Regions from separate parts of the Sus scrofa genome. Here region 1 is linked to region 2. Evidence: chromatin contacts called from public HiChIP or PLAC-seq data. All regions are on one chromosome and are shown on one strand. The core of a region is the stretch at or near the end of the contact, and the rest is flanking DNA. Distances in the headings are between cores, read along the strand shown.

What was found. HiChIP or PLAC-seq counts read pairs in DNA pulled down with a chosen protein or histone mark.
Region 1: an H3K27ac HiChIP or PLAC-seq map of alveolar macrophages shows a contact between it and region 2. The contact joins the promoter of PSPC1 here to the promoter of CENPJ in region 2. A contact is called at or near these places in 1 of 5 promoter capture datasets (fetal skeletal muscle) and 1 of 2 datasets of contacts at active chromatin or transcription factors (alveolar macrophages).

Annotation. Positions count from the first base shown.
Region 1 is chr11:569,872-576,581 of Sscrofa11.1, forward strand. PSPC1 (paraspeckle component 1) reads right to left here and starts at 2,219. Exons shown (of 9, transcript XR_002336589.1): 1 at 1,723-2,219.
Region 2 is chr11:354,688-361,027 of Sscrofa11.1, forward strand. It overlaps CENPJ (centromere protein J), which reads right to left and starts at 3,233. Exons shown (of 18, transcript XM_021065416.1): 1 at 1,550-3,233; 2 at 743-894. It overlaps PARP4 (poly [ADP-ribose] polymerase 4), which reads left to right and starts at 4,816. Exons shown (of 31, transcript XM_021066005.1): 1 at 4,816-5,037.

The DNA.
Region 1 (6,710 bases), core at 969-3,468, 210 kb after region 2:
TTGTCTTTTTGCCTTTTCTAGGGCCGCTCCTGCGGCATATGGAGGTTCCCAGGCTAGGGGTCTAATTGGAGCTCTAGCCGACAGCCACAGCAACTCCAGATCTGAGCCGCATCTGCAACCTATACCACAGCTCACAGCAACGCCGGATCCCTAACCCACTGAGCAAGACCAGGGACCGAACCTGCAACCTCATGGTTCCTAGTCGGATTCGTTAACCACTGTGCCACTAAGGGAACTCCGACAACACCAGATTCTTAACCCACTGAGCCACCAAGTAACTCCCTAACTCCCTTTAAGGTAAGTTTTAGATTTATATTAAAAATAATTTTAGGAGTTCCCGTCGTAGCGCAGTGGTTAACGAATCCGACTAGGAACCATGAGGTTGCGGGTTCGGTCCCTGCCCTTGCTCAGTGGGTTAACAATCTGGCGTGGCCGTGAGCTGTGGTGTAGGTTGCAGACGCAGCTTGGATCCCGCGTTGCTGCGGCTCTGGTGTAGGCCGGAGACTACAGCTCCGATTCAACCCCTAGCCTGGGAACCTCCATATGCCGTGGGAGCGGCCCAAAGAAATAGCAAAAAGCCAAAAAAAAAAAAAATAATAATAATAATAATTTTATCAAGTGACAGGCTGTTCGCTAACATCCAAAACATAGTTAAATGGGAGTTCTCGCTGGGGCACCAAAGGATCAGCACTGGCTTGGGAGCAATGGGACGTTGTGGGTTTGACCCCCATCAGGTACAGTTGGTTAAGGATCCAGCGTTGCTGTGGCTTGAATCTGATCCCTGGCTGAGGAACTCCATTTTTGCCAAAGGGAGGCCAAAAATGGAAAAAAACAAGCAACAAAAGAAAACCCACAAAACAAAAACATGTTAGTGAAACGTACTTAAAACTTATGTTCAAAAGGTCGATTATTATACACCAATTTTAAGGAATTTCTAGGTCTTCAAATGTTCTACCTAAAAACGGTCTCATTTGATTATGTTTCTCTACGTATTAGAATTTTGCCTTGTCCACTCATCGAAAGAAGAGTTTAAGTTCTACAAAGAAAAGCTTCCACAATCGGAAATGAACATTTGAGGATCAAACCACAACACCGGCGGAACTCAAGCCTATCCCGGTAAAAACAAAAACCATGCAAAGGTACAAAACTCTAGAACAGGACCATGCTAAACAATAAATAACTCTATACCCGGTGATTAAAAAAACAAAAAACGGAAAGCCATTTATTTACCTAAAACTGTCCCCCTTTTATAAAGATAATTTGTTGGGGGGGGGAATCCAGCATGTAAATACCAATTACGATGACGCCGTATAAACGACATCGAGGAAATTCTCAAAGCGCAGAGGAAAACGTAATAAAACAGGTACTCTGTCCTGGAAGTATAAAACGGCACTTTTGTTTTTTTAACATTAGGGAGGCACGATGTGTGCACGGTACTAGCGAACTTGCCGCTTTATTTGACAAGGGGTGAAGCGTGCTCCTCCAGCGCACAATGCGCGAGCGACACAGAAAGTAGCAGCCCGCGCCGCGCGAGGACAGGCGGCCGGGCCCGGCGGAGTGGGGTGACGGAGGGGAGGCAGACCAGGCGGGGGCACGAGGGCCGGGAGAGGGAAGACGAGGGGCGGCCGGGCGGGGCGGGGGGGCGAGGAGGAGGGAGCCGAGAGGCCGAGGGAGGGAGACGCGGAGGGGAGGCGCGGCCCGCCGCCCGCCCGCGGCCCTCACCAGGCGGATGAAGCCGAAGCCGCGGTCGCGGTTGATGAAGACCTCGCTGGGCTCGCCGTAGCGCTCGAACAGCCGCTTGAAGTCGTCCTCGGTGATGTCCGTCGGCAGGTTCCCCACGAAGAGGCGGCAGCGCTGCGTGTACGTCTTCTCGCCCGGCTTGAGGAAGCTCTTGATGTCGATGGTGAAGCCGCCCTCCTCGGCCGGCCGGTCCTCGGCGGGCGCGGCGGGCGCGGGCGCGGGCGGCTCCCCGGGCAGCGCGAGCGCCATGGCCGCCGGCTCGCCCTCGCCGGCCGCCGACTCTAGGGCACGGAGGCGCGCCGGGTTCTTCTCGATGCGCACTTGCTTCAGGTTTCCTCTCAGCATCATCTCAGCGCGCGCCCTCCGGACCCAGCCCTACAGCTCGTTCCGCAGTGAGCGTCCGCCCACGGAGTCGGGGTCGGGAAGGACACGGTCGCGGACGCCAACCGCCAGCCGCACACCCGGCCGCACGCCCAAGATGGCGCCGCCGCCGCCGAGCCGGAGGCAGAGACGCCAAGTCAGCCCCGCCCCTCGGCCGAGGCCGCGCTGGAGCCGGGAGTCGGCGCGCCCGCGCACTGCAGAGCCAATGGCGCCCTGGGGCGCGCGCATGCGCACTGCTTAACGCGGTCCCCGGTTCCAGCCTACCCCTCCCCCTCCCCAGATAAGCGTGATGTTCCTTGTAACTACGGGGAAGTTTGTTCGGCATTGCAGCAATGTGTGAAAGTGCAAAGGTGTTGGGGACATCCATAGTTGCCCAAATGTCCACCCCAGTTTTCAGCAATGGCATGAAAGTGAAAACTTGCGGATTTAATACATAGCATTAAATAATGAGCTATCTCCCAATAATAGTTGAAACAAAACAGCATTTCTACCTTTTTCAAGAGCAAGGTTTTTATTGTATTTCCCGATGAAAAATCCAATTCCATAAAATAATCACGGTGTGGTTTTTTGGTTTTTTGTTTTAGGGCGGCACCGACAGCATATGGAAGTTCCCAGGTTAGGTGCTAAATTGGAGCTGTAGCCACTGGCCTACAGCACAGCCACAGCAACACCAGATCTGAGCTGCATCTGCGATCTACACCACAGATCCCGGCAACACTGGATCCTTAACCCACTGAGCGAGGCCAGGGATCAAACCCGCATCCTCATGGATACTAGTCAGGTTCATAACCCACAAATGTTTTACTTTAAAACAGCAATCCTGCAGTTCCCCTCCTGGTGCAATGGAAACGAATCTGACTAGGAACCATGAGGTTACGGTTCGATCCCCGGCCTTGCTCAGTGGGTTAAGAATTGGTGTTACAGTGAGCTGTGGTGTAGGTTGCAGACGCGGCTCAGATCTGGCATGTTGCTGTGGCTGGGGCGTAGTCCAGCAGCTGTAGCACCTAGTGTGAGAACTTCCAAATGCCAGAGGTGTGGCCCTAAAAAAAGAAAAGAAAAAAAAAAAAAAAAGTAAAACGGCAATCCTAATGCTGCTTATATCCAAGTGAAATGAAAACTTGTGTTCACACAAAAACCTATATGCAAATTTTATAGGGGCTTTATAAATTATACTGTAATCAACAAAAACTGAATCAACCCTAATATCCAACTGGTGAAGAGATTAACAGTAGTACATTCATAAAGCAGAATATACTCAGCAATAAAGAGGAATAAATGACTGGTAGAAACATCAATGTGACTCAAAGGCTACATTCTGAATAGATGACATTCTATGGCTAAGGAATACAGTTCAGTGCTTGCTAGGAACTGGAAGGTAGGGAGGGGTTATCGAGTAGGGATACAGCAAAATGTCTGGAAAAATAGAAGTACATCTTGATTGTGGTGACAGCTACAAAATCGCATGAATTTGTCAAAATAGGCAGAATGGCATACTAAAGTGGTCAGTGTTACTGTATTTAAATTAGTTTATGGAGTACCCTTGTGACGCAGTGGTTTAAGGGTCCAGCATTGTCATAGCTATGGCTCTGGTTCCATCCCTGGCCTGGGAACTAACACATGCTGCAGATAATGGCCAAAAAAGAAAATTACAGCTTAAACAAATGATTTCAACTATCCAAAAGCATAAAAATGAGGGAGTTTGCATTGTGGCTCTGTGGGTTACAAACCCAGCTAGTGTCCATGAGGATGTGGGTTCAATCCCTGGCCTCACTCAGTGGGGAAAGGATCCAGCGTTGGCGTGAGCTATGGTGTAGGTCGAAGATGCTGCTGCTGGGATCCCAAGTTGCTGTAGCTGTGGTGCGGGCTACAGCTCTGATTTGACCCCCACCCTGGGAACTTCCATATGCCCTAAGTTTGGCCCTAAAGAAGCAAAAAAAAAAAAAAAAAAAAAAACCAACTAAAAATGAAACACAAGGAAGAATCCTCATTTACCTCAGTTACACCCAGATTCTGATCCCTGTACAGCTCTGTAAATTCATCAATCTGACCCAATTCCCCACCCCTTTCCGCTGCCCCAAAGCCTTGGAAACTCACTCTGTCTTCAGAAAAATCCCCATTTTTAATTTTTTCACTGAACACTTTCCACTTTCCTGCTTTAACTGGAATATGGTTTTCCTCTGAAGACTGCTCCCACAGCCAGTAGAGGAAAGTGGGTGTGTTTCTTTCCTTCACCCCACATGTCACCAGGCCTGGAAATGACATTCCCTTGTGATGCCTTCCAATTTGGAGGTCATTTCTCCACTTCAACAAAAACGCCAGCTCCAAAAAGCTCATGCCAATGTAAATTCTCTCTCCCCGTTCCTCTTTTTATCCTCTCTCTATCCCGCTGTAATAACTTTCTGACCCGATCAGTCTTGAAAAATTTGACCACACGTTTCAGGTAAGACTTCAGCCCCTAGTAATTTTTCTTGACTTTATTTTTGCATCAAGCCTTTGCTTTACTCCAGAGCCTTGATCCTGGTACCAGTTTATCCAGTCGTGCATGGGCTGGCTGCCCCGTCCCCAGCCAGTGAAGCCAGCCTGGGTCTGTTCCACTTGGTGGCACAAAACGCCTTCTCCCCTCCAGCCACTCTGAGACATCTCTAACCTGGGGACGGTCAGGCCTCTGCTTTGTGCTGGCTGTTTCCTTGTCCTCTGGACCAGCCAATGACCTGCTTTGAAGTTCTCCCTCAAGCCTCACCTCCTCCAGGAGGCTTCCCCAGATTAGCACAGACTCATCCGATGACTCCTTTTCTGTGACTTCCACGCAGTCCTGCACTGCTGGGCATGATTCTCCAGGTGCGGCCACAGCAGCGTGGACAGCAAGCTTCAAGCGCTCTTGACTAATGTTCTGTACAGCAGGTTCACACACTTTTCTCTACCTCAGAGCAACACTCCTCCCCACCTCACTCCAAGCTGTTACCATCAACGTTTATTCATTTTGTAATGGGGAGAGGTGGGTGGGCAGCCGTTAGCAAGGGACGCTCAGAGGCCCTGTTCTGTCAACAGTCGGTCTTCCGGGGGTGCCCTCGGGAAAGAGTGTGGTGAGAAAACGACGTCTGCCTCCTCCACGGGGTCTCCAGGCCACCCAGCCTCAGGCTGGCAGGTGAGCTGGGGGCCCAGGAACAGGCAGAGGGCTGTGTCCTGCAGAGTGCCAGTGCCCTCCCTGTGGCAGGGCCCAGGCTCCACCTCTGTGACCTGGAGGGAGCAACGTCCCTGGGTCACGATCCCCGAGACGCAGGCAACAGGCAGACTGCTCCCTCACGGTCACAGTGGGTAGGGTCTGGGGACCAGGCCTAGAAGGCACAGCCAGCTGATACTGTCTCTTCAGCCGGGCCTGGGCACTGTGGGGAGGACTCACACTGGATGCTGGACAAAGCTCCCGGGCAGGGTTACCAGCGGCTCAGCGACACGCTCCTCCCAGCCAGGGCCTAGTCCTCAGCATAAAGCGGACACTTGGGACCTTCAACAAGTAAAATGAGGGGTAGTGACGTTGCTTTTTTATGTGTTAAAAAAGACGAGGCAATTCCGTTGTGGCTCTGCGGAAACGAACCTGACTAGTTTCCATGAGGATGCGGGTTCAATCCCTGGCCTCACTCGGGGTTAAGGATCCAGCAGTGTAAGTCGCAGACATGGCTCGGATCTTGCATTGCTGTGGCTATAGCACTGAATATGCAGGAAGCTGCAGCTCCAATGAGACCCCTAGCCTGGGAACTTACATATGCCGCAGGTGTGTCCATAAAAAAAAAAGACAGAAACGAAAGCACTTAAAAGATGAGGATCTGGAGTTCCCGTCGTGGCGCAGTGGTTAACGAATCCGACTAGGAACCATGAGGTTGCGGGTTCAGTCCCTGCCCTTGCTCAGTGGGTTAACGATCCGGCGTTGCCGTGAGCTGTGGTGTAGGTTGCAGACGCAGCTCGGATCCCGCGTTGCTGTGGCTCTGGCGTAGGCCGGTGGCTACAGCTCCGATTGGACCCCTAGCCTGGGAACCTCCATATGCCACGGGAGCGGCCCAAGAAATAGCAACAACAACAAAAAAAGACAAAAGACCAAAAAAAAAAAAAAAAAAAAAGAGAGGATCTAATTCATTTTTCTCAATGAATAAAGGGGGCACTGGTCACTTTCATTAGTTTGCTCAGATATCCAAGAGTCTATCCAGTAAAATCATGTAACACATCTGTCATTCGCTTAATCGGTATTAATGAAATAATGGGCACACAAATCATTTGCAAAGGAACTTCGGAACCTGTGACGTGCTGTCAAGTATCCTCAAGGGCCTCTGAAAGCAAACTGCATTTTCGGGAAGCCCAAAGCCTCAGTCGGACCCACATCTGAAAGACTGAAGTGATCAGTTGTCAGAAAAGAAAATGGTCACAAACGAAAGAGAATGATTTCCTTGGTCACCCCCATGCTTCGTGCACTGGCCTCACTACCAGTCTGCAAGCTCCTGCGCAGGTCCCGCCGAGCGCGCCTCTCCCACTCCAGGCAGTGCTCACCTGCCATTCCGCTTCATGGGGAAAACCGAGAGACAATATTCGTTACAAAGGAA
Region 2 (6,340 bases), core at 1,983-4,482:
AAACCAATACAGTCTATGAAACAAAGTACCACTGGTTAAAGGTAACTAAAAAGACACTTTTGTAGAAACTGGGCTCCCCAAAATTGTTTTGCTAGCTATTTCAAAAATAGTCCTTCTTCCATAAATCAAGGTTTTGGGGTTGGCTTTTTTGTTTTATTACTGCGGATGAGGAAATCAAAGCCAAAGACGGCCGAGGTGGAACAGCTCTTTTTGGTGCCTCACAAGGACCCCAGTGCTCACCTCATTTATGACACTCCTTTGACTTGAAAGCGGCCCAAAAGTCTCATTATTTTTCAAAATGTGTATCCTGTGAGACAGTCACAATATCCTCTGCTTTTTGTGAGTATACTTTATTCCTTTTTTTTTTTTTTTTTTTTTGGTCCTTTTAGGGCCGAACCTGTGGCACTTGGAGGTTCCCAGGTTAGGGACTGAGTCAGAGCTGCAGCTTCCAGCCTACACCACAGCCACAGCGACGTGGGATCTGAGCCGGGTCTGCAATCTACACCACAACTCACTCCCATGCCAGATCTTCGACCCACTGAGCAAGGCCAGGGTTAGAACCTGCGTCCTCATAGATACTAGTTGGGTTCGTTGACTGCTGAGCCATGGTGAGAACTCCCTTTTATTCCTATATTTTTATTCTAATGTAATATGTGGTACAGCATTGCTTATCGGTTGGATAAATGAGTCTTTTACCATACCCAAGTCTTCACTATTAAATTAAGATTATATAAATGTTCACCTGTAGCCTAGGTAATGCTCACAACTGCCCAGTGAGCCGGAAGGCTTCTCAAAATCCATTACAAGGTAGAAGGGGTGGAGGGAGGAACTGCCGGACAATGAACAGTCCAGCCTCATCAGCTGCTCCTGTCCTTGTTGTATCTTCAAGTATTGCTGTAGAGAAAAATCAGACTAGGAGCTCCCATACAGCCCCAGATTATGCATCCTGATATAATCCTCTATGCCATCATAGGAAGCAGGAAAGCTCTATGACATCATAATTCAGGGCCCATGCTCTGGAGACAGGCAGGCTCTGGATCAAATCCCACCTGGATGCCTCACAAAGAGCTTTGCATTCTTTGGCAGCAGCCTCTCAGGAACTGTTCTCATCTGCAAAATGGGAATAATAATAATACAATCACGCCTCCCTATCCACAGGTTCCACATCTTCACATTCAACCAAAGGAGGATGGACAGTTCAGGGGGAAAAAGTTACAGAATTTCCAAAAAGCGGAACTTGAATTTGCTGTGCACTCAGAATTTTTTATATAGTTTTTACAATTATTTACATGGTATTTACATTTTATTAGGTATGCGAAGTAATCTAGAGATGATTTAAAGTATAAGGAGGCTATGAGTAGGTTATAAGCAAATTATATACCATTTTATAGGAGGGACTTGAGCATCCAAGTGACACTGACAGCACTTGTGACTTGAACTTAGAACCCATGTGCCAGGATGGGTTCTAGAAACCGTGTGCCGGGACTCGAGTCCTGTCAGAACCCGGATTGGTACTTGAATCCACAGTTTTTAAATTAGAATCACTTACCCTGTGTCTGGACTTCCTGAAGTTCAGGTTCGTTGTGTCTCAGCGCCAAGGAATTCAGTGAGAGACAAAGTGATGGGCAAGAAATAGATTTGTTAAGATAGGATGCTTGTGAGAGATGCAAGTGGGCAGCAAGGAGGCTCTGCCCTGAGGATTCAATGGGCTGCAGTTTTATAATCCAAGGGCAGTGGGGGTGGGAAAAGACCGCCTCTTCCTCTTTCTTCCAGTAGTAGCTCCAACTTCGTATCCAGTAAGAGAGTATTTGACCCTCTAAGGTCAAATTAGGACTGTCAGGGTGCTTATTCAAATCAGCAGAAGGGTGGTCCTTAACCTCCTGCCCTTGGTCTGAACTTGAATGCCTGTCTCACCCCATCTCCCATCCAATGGCCTGAAGCACATCTCAGGCTCTCCACGAATCGAGCAAGCCTGCCTCGTTCTGATGGCATTCTTGGGCAGTTGTTGACGTAGAGTGATCTCCCAAAGTCCCCCGGGTCTCCCTGTCTGCCTGTAGTTCCTGAAGGGACTTCCGCCACTACCTGTGCAACTCTCCCGCTCCACCCTCATCCCAAGGACTTTGCTGTCCAGGAGTTCTGGAACCAGGCCCCCATGGATAGCAGGGGACAACTATGTCCTAGGAGTGACAAGAATATTAAATTAAACAGAATATATGTAAAAACTTGGCACCCACCATGTGGTAAAAATTGAATGAGGAAGAGTCTTAATTTTAATTGTTTGGCTGCACCCATGGCATATGGAAGTTCCCAGGCCAGGGACTGAATCCCAGCCACAGCGGCGACCTTCACCACAGCTGCAGCAACACCAGATCCTTAACCCACTGCACCAGGCCGGGAATCAAACCCCCACCACAATGCTGGATCCCAAACCCGCTGTCCCACAAGAGAACTCCTTGGTTACATTTTTTGAAAACCACTTGACTAAGGTATGGTTGACATACAAAAAGCTATATATTGGAGTTCCCGTTGTGGCTCAGTGGTTAAGGAACCTGACTAGTATCCATGAGGACGCAGGTTCGATCCAGAGGCTCAACAACTTGACTCCGATTGTACTGGGCTGTCACGTGGCAAGCCCAGCAAAACTGGGTTCAGTATCAATCTGGTATGAAATTTTCAGAGTTGAGAACTTTTCATGGCTCAGCTAGTGGTTGTGGTAGCAGCTTTTTCCAGAAAGGACGGAACTGCAGGCCAGGCTGAGGAAGGACCCCCCCAAGTTGAAGTCGCCTGGGTTAGAAAGGGTGACTCTAGCAGGGTAGGCAGGTATGCGTGGAGATGCAAGTACCTGGCTCTAAGCAAAGGCAAGAAAGCCACAGCCCACTTTACCTGTGGGAAAGAGAGTTCCTCACCAAGGCCCCAAGCCTCAGATTTATAGAATTTCACCTCGGGAGGAAAGTTTCTGGAGTTCCCTTCATGGCGCAATGGAAACGAATCCAACTAGGAACCATGAGGTTGTAGGTTCGATCCCTGGCCTCACGTGTGGGCTAAGGATCCAGCATTGCCGTGAGCTGTGGTGTAGGTCGCAGAGGTGGCTCAGATCTGGCGTTGCTGTGGCGTAGGCTGGAATCTGTGGGTCTGTTTAGACCCCTGGCCTTGGAGCATCCATATGCCACTAGTGTGGTCTTGAAAAGCAAAGAGAAAGAAAGTTTCTAACAATGTTCATGCCTAAAGACAGCCTAAAAAAAAAAAAAAAAAGGAGTTCCTGTCGTGGCGCAGTGGTTAACGAATCCGACTAGGAACCATGAGGTTGCGGGTTCGGTCCCTGCCTTGCTCAGTGGGTTAAGGATCCAGCGTTGCCGTGAGCTGTGGTGTAGGTTGCAGACGCGGCTCGGATCCTGCGTTGCTGTGCCTCTGGCGTAGGCCGGTGGCTACAGCTCCAATTCAATCCCTAGCCTGGGAACCTCCATATGCCGCGGGAGCGGCCCAAGAAATAGCAACAACAACAACAACAAAAAGACAAAAAGACAAAAAAAAAAAGTTCCTGTTGTGGCTCAGTGGGTTGACAACCCAACGCAGGGTGCTCCCAGATTGCATGCTCTTTAGAGCAATTCTTTGCTGTTCACCCTATTTTATTGGTAAAATCACTGGCTGTTTTATTGTTTTAGGTCAAGAAGTTAAAATACCATAAAAATCTCCTACCTTGTTTCAGGGCCTTTCTCTGGATGTGAGAGGCAGGGGCTGGGACCTGGGACCCTGTAGGAGTGCTTACATGCATGCGGACAAATACCTCCCTGAGCGACAGAACTACAAAGAAAGTAACAATACTTGGATGCATACACAGCTGGGGTCATTACGAAGAGCAAGATACAAAGGATCATTTCAGCGTCTGCAGGTGACCTCTGCCCCGGGCACTACCAAGGGGTTGGCCAGACCGCCTAGGCTCCGCCTCCTGCCACACCCACTGCCCTGCCCCGCGCTCGCTCCCGGGAAGGAACCAGCTCACCCCTCCTCCCGGCGCGAGCAAAGGCACTGGTACCCGTCTTCCATCCTTCCCGCTGCAGCCCAAGTCCCAGAAACGCCTTGCCTGGATTTGTCTGGCCTCCTCAGTTTTTACTGACGAAGGAGCCCAGGGCCCAGCGTCTACAACCATTTACATCTGCTTGTTTACCGTAAACATTTGACTATCTCCCAAATTCTGATAAGGTAGTTTCTGACAGTTTGTGTCAATTTTTTAGAATGTTTGCGGGGAGGGACAGACCCTGTACTATTTTTGCTGACGTTACTTAAGCTGATTCGCGCAACCCTATAAGGTAGGGAGCGATGATGAAATGGGGGCTTTAGTAAAGTACCTTGTCCCAATCCCCTGGGAATTAAAGAGTAGCGTCAGGATTCGAATCCATATCCTTTCTACACCTTTTTTATTCCCATTTTATTCACCGTTTGGAGAATTTTGGTATTTCCCATTACTCGACCTCCGACTCGGTGAATCTCCTGCCCGTCTTCTCTGCAATGACGGATACGTACTTCTAACTCCTTAGAAACGCTACCGCGAACCTCAAGCTCTGAAAGTCCTCACCTAAAATCATGATCTTACCCCTCCTGCCCTGATCCCAGCATCTCTCGAAATTGGCTTCTTTCCCGCTCGCGAAAATTACCCTTCATTCCTCAGATAAATGTCAGCACCATCCATCCACTTTTCTCAAACTCCAACTTTGGAGTCCCCCTCGTTGGCCAAATCCCGCCTGCAAGGCGGAGCGTTGGACGTCCTGAGCCCCGGGGCCGATCCAGGAAGAGAAGCCCGCGCAGCCCCGCCACGCGCGCCGGGAGCTCGGAGCGGGCGGTGCGGGGCTGGGCCCGCCCAGGGCGGCGCCCGGAACCCGGGAACCCGGAGCCGGGAGCGCCGGGAAAGCGGAAGCATCGGGGCGGGCAGCGCCCGAGGTCAGCGCCGGAGACGCCGGACCCCGGAGCCCGAGAAGCCAGAGCCAGGAGCGCCCGTGTTCAGCGCCGGGAGAGCCCGGAGCGGGACGGATCCTCTGGCAGGTGCGTGGGCGCCGCTGGGTGACCGACCTGTCGGGCTGAGCCGGCCCCGCCGAGCGGCCGGGTGGAGCTGCCGGGAGGCGGCCGCGCAGACTGTCCGCAGAGGGACCGGGCTCTGCGCTGAGATCCTCACGGCGGCCGAGGGCCTCGAGGCGCCCCGGGCAGGAGGAGCCCCCAGCCCCTCTCGCCGCCCGCGCCCCCGCCGCCGCGCCCCGCCCGCCGCCTTTGACCCCCAATCCCCACGCCGCTCCCCGCGTGCCCCAGCCGCCGTGTCCGCAGCGCCCCCCGCGCGCTCCTGCGGGGACGTGGGCGCGTCCTCGTGCGGGTCGTCCTCCCACGGGGGTTAGGACCCCTGCGGCACCCGGGTTCCCTGACGCGTCCCGAGCTCGCGAAAATGAGCAGGTGTGGTAAAATCTGTTTCTTGTTTCCGATATGGTAACAGCCTTTCTTCCGAAAGTTAGGTTTCAGAGAAAGATAGTTGCAAAATGCGGTATTTTGATTTATAATCGGGGACTGTAATCTGACCTCGGGAGTAACCAGGAACACGGTGACGAAAATATGGAAGGTGCGTGTTGGGGCCAAAGTTGAAAACCTGGAGATGAGTAAACAATGCCCGCGAATGTCCTAAAGACTCACGTAGGGAAGGGTAGGAAATAGCTTCGAGAAAAACGCGCGACCTTTGGATGCTGGATTACAAATTGACATAAACGTAAAAACCGTTCACGCGTGGTGTTAAAACAAAGGGGAAGGTCAGCCAGAATGCGTGCATCGCAGATTCTTTCCTCGTATTTGACTAGAGCATTTACTCAGCAAGCACAGATTAGGCCCGGTCTGTGTGTTTAGACCTACAATATGCCCCGAGGGTAGCAGAAATACCAGAGTAGGTGGCCTTTGCTTTTTTCAGGGGTTTAGGGAGGTTCTGTATTACTTCCATTTGAGCCCAGATATGCAAATGGTGTCAGAAGGCTGTTTTTAGAATCCTAGACTTTAATGGATGCTTGAAAGGGTTTTTAGCCAGCAAGCATTTGTTGAATGCCAACTGTGTACCAAAAGTGGTCCAGATTCTAGAGACAGGAAGATAAAGAAGGCACAGCCCCCGACTCAGGATTTCCCCCGCCCCCCGCAGCTACTGATAAAGTTGCATGGTTACAGGGAGCGCACGCTGGGGCGCCGGTGGGAGGGCAAAGCAGGGCCGGAACCGAGCCGGGGGGCTTTCTGGGTGGGGAGACCCTGAGACTCTCCCAGCGGAGGAAATGCCTCTGGTAGAGACGCGGGATTGGAGGCCGGAGCCGCCTGCTCCCAAGTG